Regions from separate parts of the Sus scrofa genome. Here region 1 is linked to region 2. A link is a contact called in public promoter capture Hi-C data. All regions are on one chromosome and are shown on one strand. Each heading gives the region's core, a stretch centred on a gene start, on an enhancer-like site or on the middle of the called end of the contact. The rest is flanking DNA. Distances are from core to core; before and after follow the strand shown. Region 1 has its middle 24 kb from the start of RPL11. Region 2 holds the start of ID3 (inhibitor of DNA binding 3, HLH protein).

Region 1 (4,648 bases), core at 1,323-3,822, 75 kb before region 2:
GTGGGGAGTTGGGGTTAATTAGCGAATGTGGTTGAGACTGTAACTGGGAGAACTGTGGACGGTGCCAGAGTTGGGGTCTGAGCCTGGGTCCAGTTCTTTCCACGAACCCCCGAGGAAGAGGGGACCTGGGAGGGAGAAGGGGAGAGGAAGATGTTGGGAGGCCACAGTGGCAGAGAAAGCCAGACTGGAGAGAAGGAGGGAGAGAAACAGAGAGAAAGGGACAGAGCAGACCTATGGGGAGAAGCAGAGAGAAGAACCCCCATTTCAAGCTCTTGGAATCTGTGAGACACCCCTGAGTCTTTGTAACGGATTCTCCCCACTTTCTTCTATTAGACTCCAGTTAATGTCTGTTCTTTGTCACCGAAGCTTTTTAAGTCACATGGGTTAGAGTGCAGAGAGGTGTTGTTATTTTTCTGAAAAGCTGAGTATGTTTTCAATAGAAAAAAAGAGAAAGCTAAACAAGAGCAGAGGCACCCACACACCACAATAAGAACAAACCGAAAGGAAAACAACCATTAGTTACTAATTTGAGATGTTTCTTGAGCACCCATAATATGTCAAGCATTATGTCCAGAGACTTTTTTTTTTGGACCGCCTTTGGCATATGGAGTTCCCAGGTCAGGGATCAGGTCTGAGCCACAGTTGCGACCTAAGCCACAGCTGCAGCAACAACAGATCCTTAACCCACTGTGCCGGGCCTGGGGTCAAACATACATCCCAGCGCTCCCAAGACACTGCGGACACTGCAGATCCTGTTGCACCACAGCGGGAACTCCACGTCCGATGCCTTTTATATATACATTATCTCCTCTAATCTTCACAACAACCCTTGAGCTGTAGTTTTCCCCCATCGGAGGACTGATTCATTGAGGCACAGAGAGGTTAAGGGACGCCTGCAAGGACACACAGCTGGTGAGCAGCAGAGATGCTGTGAGTCAGGGCTTGGTGAGATGATAATAAGCTGGGTCTTACCTGTGTCAGCACAGCTCAGGAGTGAGGACATTTCCTGGGTGGGGGAACGCTTGGCCCAGATAATGTAGCCATCCAGAAAGGTCACACCCTGCCATGACTCAGTTATTCTGGCTCTAGAAGAACACAGTAATCTTTCCACAGCTTGAAGCACAGAGGGGTAAGTGGGAGAAGAAATAAAAAGTACTCGGAATCTCTAAGTATCTCTTATTTTCCATTTTCTCAAGGTTTTTCCTTATAAAAAGCCTCCTTGGACTGAGTGAAAGTGATTCCTCTCCTAGCTCCCTGGAGGAGGTTATCAGGAGTAGGAGAGGAAGAGGCAATAGGCAAATTGGATCTGGAATCTGGAGGTGACTTTGCAGTTGCATTGTCTCAATATACAAAGGTTTCTTGGAGAGTTCCTGTTGTGGCTCAGCAGGTAAAGAACCCAACTAGTATCCATGCAGACACAGGTTCGATCCCTGGCCTCACTCAGTGGGTTAAGGATCCAGTGTTGCAGACACACTGTGCAGATGTGTTTATACACTGTGGTATAGATCACAGACATAGCTCGGATCCCGCGTTGCTGTGGCTGTGGTGTAGGCCCGCAGCTGCAGCTCCGATTTGACCCCTAGCCGGGGAACTTCCACATGCCGTGGGTGCGGCCCTAAAAAGACAAAAAAAAAGTATAAAGCCCATTGTTGGGAAAGGTGGGCTCTGCCAGGCTACCTCTCCTAATCCATACCCACTACTTCTAACAGCTGAGGGCAAGGGCTTCAGAGACGCTGAATGTGCAAATCAGGTGTTGAATTTATTCCCTTCAGGATTCTTGAAAGCTTCAGTCGCCTTCCACATACTTAACTGACACTTCTTAGAATGAAAGGGGAGAGTGAGAATGAAATACTCAATATGCTGGGATGATACATCCCATTGCAACTGTCCTGTGTAAACAGGGACGTGTGGTCCCCCTACTTATTTGTACAATGGGATTAAGTGGAACCAGGCACAGAAATCAGGGCGCACAAAGGGCCGAATGAGCAGCACCTATTATCATTTCTACCCTCTGTGTTCATCCCCAACCCACATTCAAGGCTCATTCTCTTGTCGATCGATCGGTTACAGGAAGCAGTGCTGGTGCCCCTGATGTGAAGATGTCCTGCTCACCCATCTACTCAGCCAGCTTTCTGTAAGCGGCTCATGTATCCCAGGCCCTGGGCTGGATTCTGGGGATGCAAGTCAGGGACACCCCTTGCCCTCCTGGCAACATTCTGAGCTGTATCCTGTGAGCCGTCTTGTAGAGACAGAAACCCCACCAGGTGGGAGAGGTTAACTACGTGATGACCTGACTGTAGCCATGACACAAGCTGCCATGATTCCCGGAACTGGCCTCAAGGAAACTGACCCTGGACCAGAAGATTAACTGTACTTAACACAATCAAGATGATGTTGGTCAGACCACCACAGGATCGGCTTCAAGACGCCTGTCAGCTGACTGTGGGGCCCCCTCCGTCTCTCTGTAAAAGCTCTTGCTGGCTGATTGTCAGTGTGGGAGTCAGCCCTTTGGTCAGAAGTCCGCCCCTCCCCCTCCAACCTGGTTGCTGGCATCCAAGATAAAGCAAACTGTCCTTTACACCAACCTTGCCTCTTTGTTGGCTTTAGAGCAGTGAGCAGCCAGACCCTGCTTTCAGTAACACTGTGAGGAAGGTTTTACTGTATCCCGATTTACAGAAAAGGATGTAGAGGCTCAGAGAAAGAAGTTAAGGAACTTGCCCAAGTCCACATAGCTGGCTTTACGACATGGCCCTATAATGCCACCATTAGCTGCAGAGTGAAAAACCCCCATCCCTGGAAACATCCACACATTCATCCCTCCTCTTGAGGTTCCAGGTTTTGTTGTTGTTGTTAGGGCCACACCCGTGGCACAAGGAGGTTCCCAGGCTGGGGTCAAATTGGAGCTGTAGCCACTAGCCTATCCCACAGCCACAGCAACACAGGATCAGAGCCACGTCTGTGACCTACATCACAGCTCATGGCAACATCAGATCCTTAACCCACTGTGCTATGGCAGGAATCGAACCTGAGTCCTCATGTATACTAGTCGGGTTCGTTACCACTGAGCCATGTCAGGAACTCCCCGCACATCTATTTTTATCTAGAGTTTTGGTACCTGTCTACTACCAATCCCAACTGGGTGGGTCAGAGACAAATTTGTATTTGCTTAGTAAATACATAGTTAACCACTAAACACGTGACAAGCACTTGGCAGGAAAAGTATTGCAAATATGTACCGTGGGGACCTGACCCCATTTTAGCAATGTGGGAGGGCTTCCCAGAGGAGGTGACTTTTCAGCTGAGTTGGGAAGGATGACTAGGAGCTGGCCAAGAGATGAGGGGGATAAGAAGCCTGCCAGGTCCCTTATTGATCCCAGCTTGCTCAGCCATTTTCAGACAATTCATGCCCCAGGGCTGTCACCAAGGTGTGACAACAGATTCTCAGACACTCTCCCTTCCTGCCACATATACATTCACATGCACAAGACCCCAGTAGCAGGACCCCCCCTCCCAGCCTGATGCCTGGATAGCCCTTTACACCTTTCGCTCTGCTTTCCATTGATCTCTTTCTCCTGGAGTCATGCTTCTTGTGTTCAAATTCCAGCTTCACACTTGCTTGCATGTAAACTTGGGCCTGATATTCAAATTCCCTGAAGCTGCTCCTCAGCTGTAAATGAGGATAGTAACCCTTCCCAGCTCTTGGAGTCATGGAGAGGGTTGAGGGTGATAGCCCCGTAAAGCACCTACTCACGCCTGTCCCACAACTGTGGTAGCTGGGTCCTTGCTCATTGCCCTTCACCTTGGCCTTGCTCTGGCCCCACTCTGTGGCCTGGTGCAGGGCTCCTGCTTCTCCTTCGCCTCCTAGCTCACTGCCTCCCCATGTGTCTACTGGGCCTCCTTTCTTTTTTCTCTTCCCTCCTTCCTGAACCTGAGACCCAGGATACCTGAGAGGCTGGGGAAGGAGAAAGGGCAGTCACCTCCCAAAGGGAGATGCTGCCTGGCTTAGATTCCCAAGTAGGGAGGGGGAGGGGCTTTTGCTCAGCCGGAGACCCCAGAAAACCCTATGCAGATCCTGCAATGCATAACCCTGACTACCTGCCTATTTCCCATCTGTAAACCAGAAAAGAGAGGGGATTGGCTTAGATACTCCTAGATGCCCTTAGGGGGCACTCTGGGGGCTAAGTCCACACTGGCGTCAGGTGGGATGCGGGGAGCATCTCAGGGCGTGGATTGGCATCCTGGATCCTCCTCCATTTCTCTGAGTCGTCTTGAAGAAGACAGTTCTCTCTGAGCCATGGTCTCCTCATTGGCAAATTGAGGTCGGACAACAATCTCTGCTTACTACCCTCCCAGGGCTCTTGGAAGGAAACAGCGTTGAGAAGAAGGGCAGAAAAAGAGAATTGTGCTGGAAAAGAGAGCCTTCCTCTCTCTGGCCACGCTGCACCTCTTGACCAGTAGATGGCGCCATCGTAGCGCCAGTGGCCTCCCGTCTCCCTGCAATGAGCTTCCAGGTCCAATCTGCTCGACTGCGTCTACTTGGATGGGGCAAAACTTGGTCTAGAGTGTTCATTAAGGGCCAAACTTCGGAGCCGATAGGTCCAGACTGGACTGCTTCTATTCCTTTAATAAAGGCAGTGTGACTTTTGGT
Region 2 (4,426 bases), core at 268-2,767:
AATCACTTCGCATCATCTCCCCATTTTATTCACAAGGCAACTAAACAAAACCCAGAGTACCTGGGCTTGTTCAAGATCACATCACAAATGAGTGGCAAGCTAGGATGTTGAATCTAGGACTCCTAATTCCCCATCTAGTGTCCTTTTTACTATGGTTATTTTGAGACTCTCCTCACTCTGAGCTCCCATTGTCCTGTTAATCAGTGCCACATACTATAAGAACTCTTAATGGTTTCCTGTGTTAATCTTGTCTCCCCAAATTGTGAGATTCTTGAGAGCAGGAGCCACTGTTTTATGTGGAGTGACTCCATAAATATTTACCAACTAATTGATTAAGGAAGCAACCATTGGGGGCATCCCACTTGGTCAGTTCCGAGATGGAAACCAGTATTTCCATGCTTCAGATTCCCCAAAAGTCCAGAGACATAACAAGAAGACAAAAAAAGAAAACCTAATACAATGTCCTGTTGCAATAGGAGGCTTACTTGCCTGTCTGCTGGTCCTTTCCTGGGCTTTCTGATAGAGCTGGAGCCATTTCAGCAAGACTAAGAATAATCAAGTCCAGGTGGCCTGCCCTTCCATAGCAGAAAAGCAGTCGGGTGATGAAATTACTAAACTATTGTTTTCTGCATAGAGATGTGGAGAATAGGGAGAAAGGAGAGGGTTAAAAGAGATTCACTGACCCAGTGGGAGCTCCTAAAAAGGTTATCTAGAAGTCATTCCTCTGTCACCCCATATTCAAAACTCTGTCCAAAATTCTAATCAAACTCACTTCCAAAACATAACTGGCATGTATCTGGCTCCTTATGGAGTGCATAGGGCCAGAGAGTGGGAGCCCTTTCCTTCCCCACGGAAAAATCACGAATTCAGGCTGCTTTCTTCTTCTTTTTTTTCTCTTCCTCCCTTGCTCGAATAAATAGTGTTCTTTGCTCAAACCCCCTTCCCCCCCTCTTTCTGCAATCTCAGCGCCTAGCTCAAATCTGTTTTCTTCATTGTAACCTCAGCTTCACCGCAATTAATTTTTTCCCCCTCTGGTCACAAGATAATTCCTGACGCCAGTGAGTCTGGAGGTCAGACGAACAGCAAATTGGGGAACAAGGCGGCACTAATTCCTTACAAGTTTCCCTTGAAAAATCTTTTGCTTAAAAAAAAAAAAATCTTCTTTGCTGTTCGGATTTATGACCTCGGAGGACTGTGGGTTCGAACCAGTGTGGGGCTGTGGGTGGACTGGCAGGGGAGCTCTAAGATCTGGGGCGCTGCCAGGAAAAGGCAAATTCTTGAAGTTAATGGTTTTAAGCGATTTTTAAAACCCTTGCTGGCAAAGAGGCCCGCCTCTCTTCAGTATCAGCGCTTCCTCATTCTTTGAACCCGCTGCTCCGCGGTATTCGGCGTCAGATCTGCCAGAGGAAGCCTGTTTGCAATTTAACCGGGTTGTGAACGCCCAGGGTTGGCAGAGGCGGGGCCGAAGCAGGCTGTTTTGCATAAAGGGGCGTGTCTCCCAGGCGGGCTCTATAAATGCAGACATCGGCGCGTGTACGCGCATTGCAAGCTGTTTAAGGGGTTCTTTGGGTTTTTTCTTCTTTTCTGTACTTCCAGTCTCATTCCTCAGTATGAAGGCGCTGAGCCCTGTCCGCGGCTGCTACGAGGCGGTGTGCTGCCTATCGGAACGCAGCCTGGCCATCGCGCGGGGCCGCGGCAAGGGTCCAGCAGCTGAGGAGCCCTGAGCCTGCTTGATGACATGAACCACTGCTACTCGCGTCTCCGGGAACTGGTACCCGGAGTCCCGCGAGGCACTCAGCTTAGCCAGGTGGAAATCCTGCAGCGCGTCATCGACTACATCCTCGACCTGCAGGTGGTCCTGGCCGAGCCCGCTCCCGGACCCCCAGACGGCCCGCATCTTCCCATCCAGGTGCGCGTGGGCGTGCTCGGGAGCCGGGGCGGGGCTCAGCTGAGCTCCAGGGCAGGGATACGGCGGGACCCCGAGAACTTCCAAGTGCCATGCCTTAACTCTCTCCTCTTTTCCTCTTGTCAGACAGCCGAGCTCGCTCCGGAACTTGTGATCTCCAATGACCAAACGACCTTCTGCCACTGACCTGGCGGTCCTGGTGCTTCCAGGTGAGTGTCCACGCCTTCTCCCTGGGGCGGGGGAAGCGGCTCGTGCTTAAACGGCAAATCCTGGAGTTAGTAGGCCTTTTGCGGGATTACTAACCACTCGGTTTAGGGAAATCGAGGCCAGAGCGGTGCAAGCGACTTGCCCGTGGTCCCATCAAATGAATGACGGAACCAGTTCCCATCCAGTGTCCGTTTCAACCTGAAACGCACGTTGTCCCTGGCCTTACCCATGGCCAAAGACGCGCGAAAATAGGCGCAGTGCCGACTAAATAAAATAGCTAGTCTGTTTGTAGCTTGGAGTGGTAAAAGGAGCGATGTTTTCTTCAGCCCCCTCCTAATTAGTGCCAATTCCAAAAGGGAGGGGTGGTGCAAGCTCGCCTGTGGTCCTTTGGCGCCAACTGGGTCGGGGGGGAGCGTGGGGCGCGGAGTTATCAGCTGGAGGTAGAGACCAAGTTTCCTCCCTGGCGCCGGCCAGTCTGCGGACGGCCCCCGCCTCGGCGCGCTCGGCGGAAACTGACGGCTCCCTGGTCTTCTTTCCTCCCCCGCCCAGAACGCAGGTGCTGGCGCTGGTTCCGCCTGGGACCCTGGGACCCTCTACGGCCGGAAGTCCTAGGGCATGGATGGGCCCCAACTTTGTCGTGCCCACTTGACTTCCCCAAATCCCTGCCTCGAGGCTGGACCTGCGCCCGGGAGCGAAGGACTGTGAACTTGGGTGGCCTAAAAAGCCAGAGCTAGCTCTGGCACCAGCTGGGCGGCCTCCCGCAGCCTCCACCCCACCCCCAAGTTTTAAAGACTGTCTTTCAGTGTGTGGAGGTGTAGGGGGGTGGTGGCTACACTCCAAACTCTGCCAAGGCAGCGGTAGAGCTGGTCTTCTGGTCTCGGAGAAAGGCTCTGTTGCCCTGATTATGAACTCTATAATAGAGTATTTAGCTTTTGTACCTTTTTTGCAGGAAGGTGACTTTCTGTAACCATGCGATGTATATTAAACTTTTTATAAAAGTTAACATTTTGCATAATAAACGGTTTTTAAACACTTGTGTCTATAATTTGATTCATTAAGTGCTAACACTTTCTCACAAGGGTGAATTTAGGGAGAAATAAATTAATGTCTTTCTTGGAGCTTGGGAAAAGTAAACTTGCCTATTCCCTTAAAAGGGAGATGAGGGAATACCCAGCTAAGACTGGTGGGTAAGAGGGGGGAGTAAAGAGGGCTCATAATGGAGCCCCACATCCACTGGGTGCAGAGGAGACACTTGCCCTGTCCCCTCCTTTTACAGATGAGGGAAGACTGGAGAGAGTAGGTGACTGGCGCGAGCTCACCAGCAAGTTAGGGGCTCAGGGTCTCAGCTCTTAAGGTCCCTTGATAGTTGTTTTGCTAACTAGCAGGTGGCTATCCTCAATGGCATTAATTATTCATAATGTCTTTCTAGCAGAGGATGTGGAAGAGGAGCCTCACCTGGTACACAGACAGGGGTGGTGGTTGATAGACCCGTTTCAGAGATGAGTAAACAGATCATTGGGGCTGGTTTCATTTTCCTCCTCATATTCTCTGGTTTAGCCTCCTTTTGGGATTCCAAAGTTGGACAAAATAGGAGAGGGGTCTCTTCCCTCAAATCCCCAGTCACTCTGATCAGAAGGAGTTTGGTTGGGAAATATGGGAACCAATCCCTCTACTACCAGTTAGATGGAGACTCTAACCCTAGACTAGGAATCTAAGAAAGAGGCCTTAACAGCCCTCACATCTGGTACTTCCTTCCCATCACACCTCCAGTAGGAACCTACTCTAAGCATCTTTAGCCCTGTTTCAGAAATGGAGATATTGGGGCTCAGTGGATAATGGGTCTGAACCAGATTTGCATAGCCCTCTGAGAGGCAGAGATGGGATTTTTGGCTTCTTTTTTTTTTAGGGTCACACCCACAGCATATCCACTACAGGTGTGGATCCACAGCAATGCAGGATCTGAGCCTCATCTGTGACCTACACCACAGCTCATGGTAATGCCGGATCCTTAACCCACTAAGCAATGCCAGGGATCAGACCTGCATCCTCATGGATGCTAGTCAGATTCGTTAACCGCTGAGCCATGACAGGAACTCCAGAGATGGGATTTTAATATTAACGTCAGAGACTACAATTGTAGTGAACAAGAGCAAGGGCTGAGACTAGTTCTTCCATGTGGCCAGGCCTGGGAGTCTAGCAGAAGACAAATCCCCCAAATCATGCTATCCTCCTTTTCCCCCAAAGTAGCAGTTCCCCAGGTGGGTTCTACCAGGCACCTAGCCTCACTAGATTCCCGTTTATGATATGATCTCA

Evidence for each region. Promoter capture Hi-C pulls out the DNA fragments that hold promoters and counts their contacts.
Region 1: a promoter capture Hi-C map of fetal liver shows a contact between it and region 2, with 2.5 times the contacts expected there. The contact joins the enhancer-like site here to the promoter of ID3 in region 2. A contact is called at or near these places in 1 of 5 promoter capture datasets (fetal liver), 21 of 47 Hi-C or Micro-C datasets (blood, embryonic fibroblasts, fetal liver and 8 more) and 2 of 2 datasets of contacts at active chromatin or transcription factors (alveolar macrophages and skeletal muscle).

Annotation. Positions count from the first base shown.
Region 1 is chr6:81,497,280-81,501,927 of Sscrofa11.1, reverse strand. No RefSeq gene overlaps it. Among named protein-coding and RNA genes, the nearest start is that of RPL11, 24 kb to the left of the region's middle. Within about 2 kb of position 2,572, at least 2 of the 83 cell types and tissues checked have an H3K27ac peak or open chromatin away from gene starts, as enhancers often do. A contact at or near this core is called in fetal liver, where this site is marked.
Region 2 is chr6:81,421,260-81,425,685 of Sscrofa11.1, reverse strand. It overlaps ID3 (inhibitor of DNA binding 3, HLH protein), which reads left to right and starts at 1,517. Exons shown (of 4, transcript NM_001243602.1): 1 at 1,517-1,718; 2 at 1,721-1,909; 3 at 2,033-2,115; 4 at 2,663-3,145. The coding sequence starts at 1,611. The coding sequence ends at 2,092.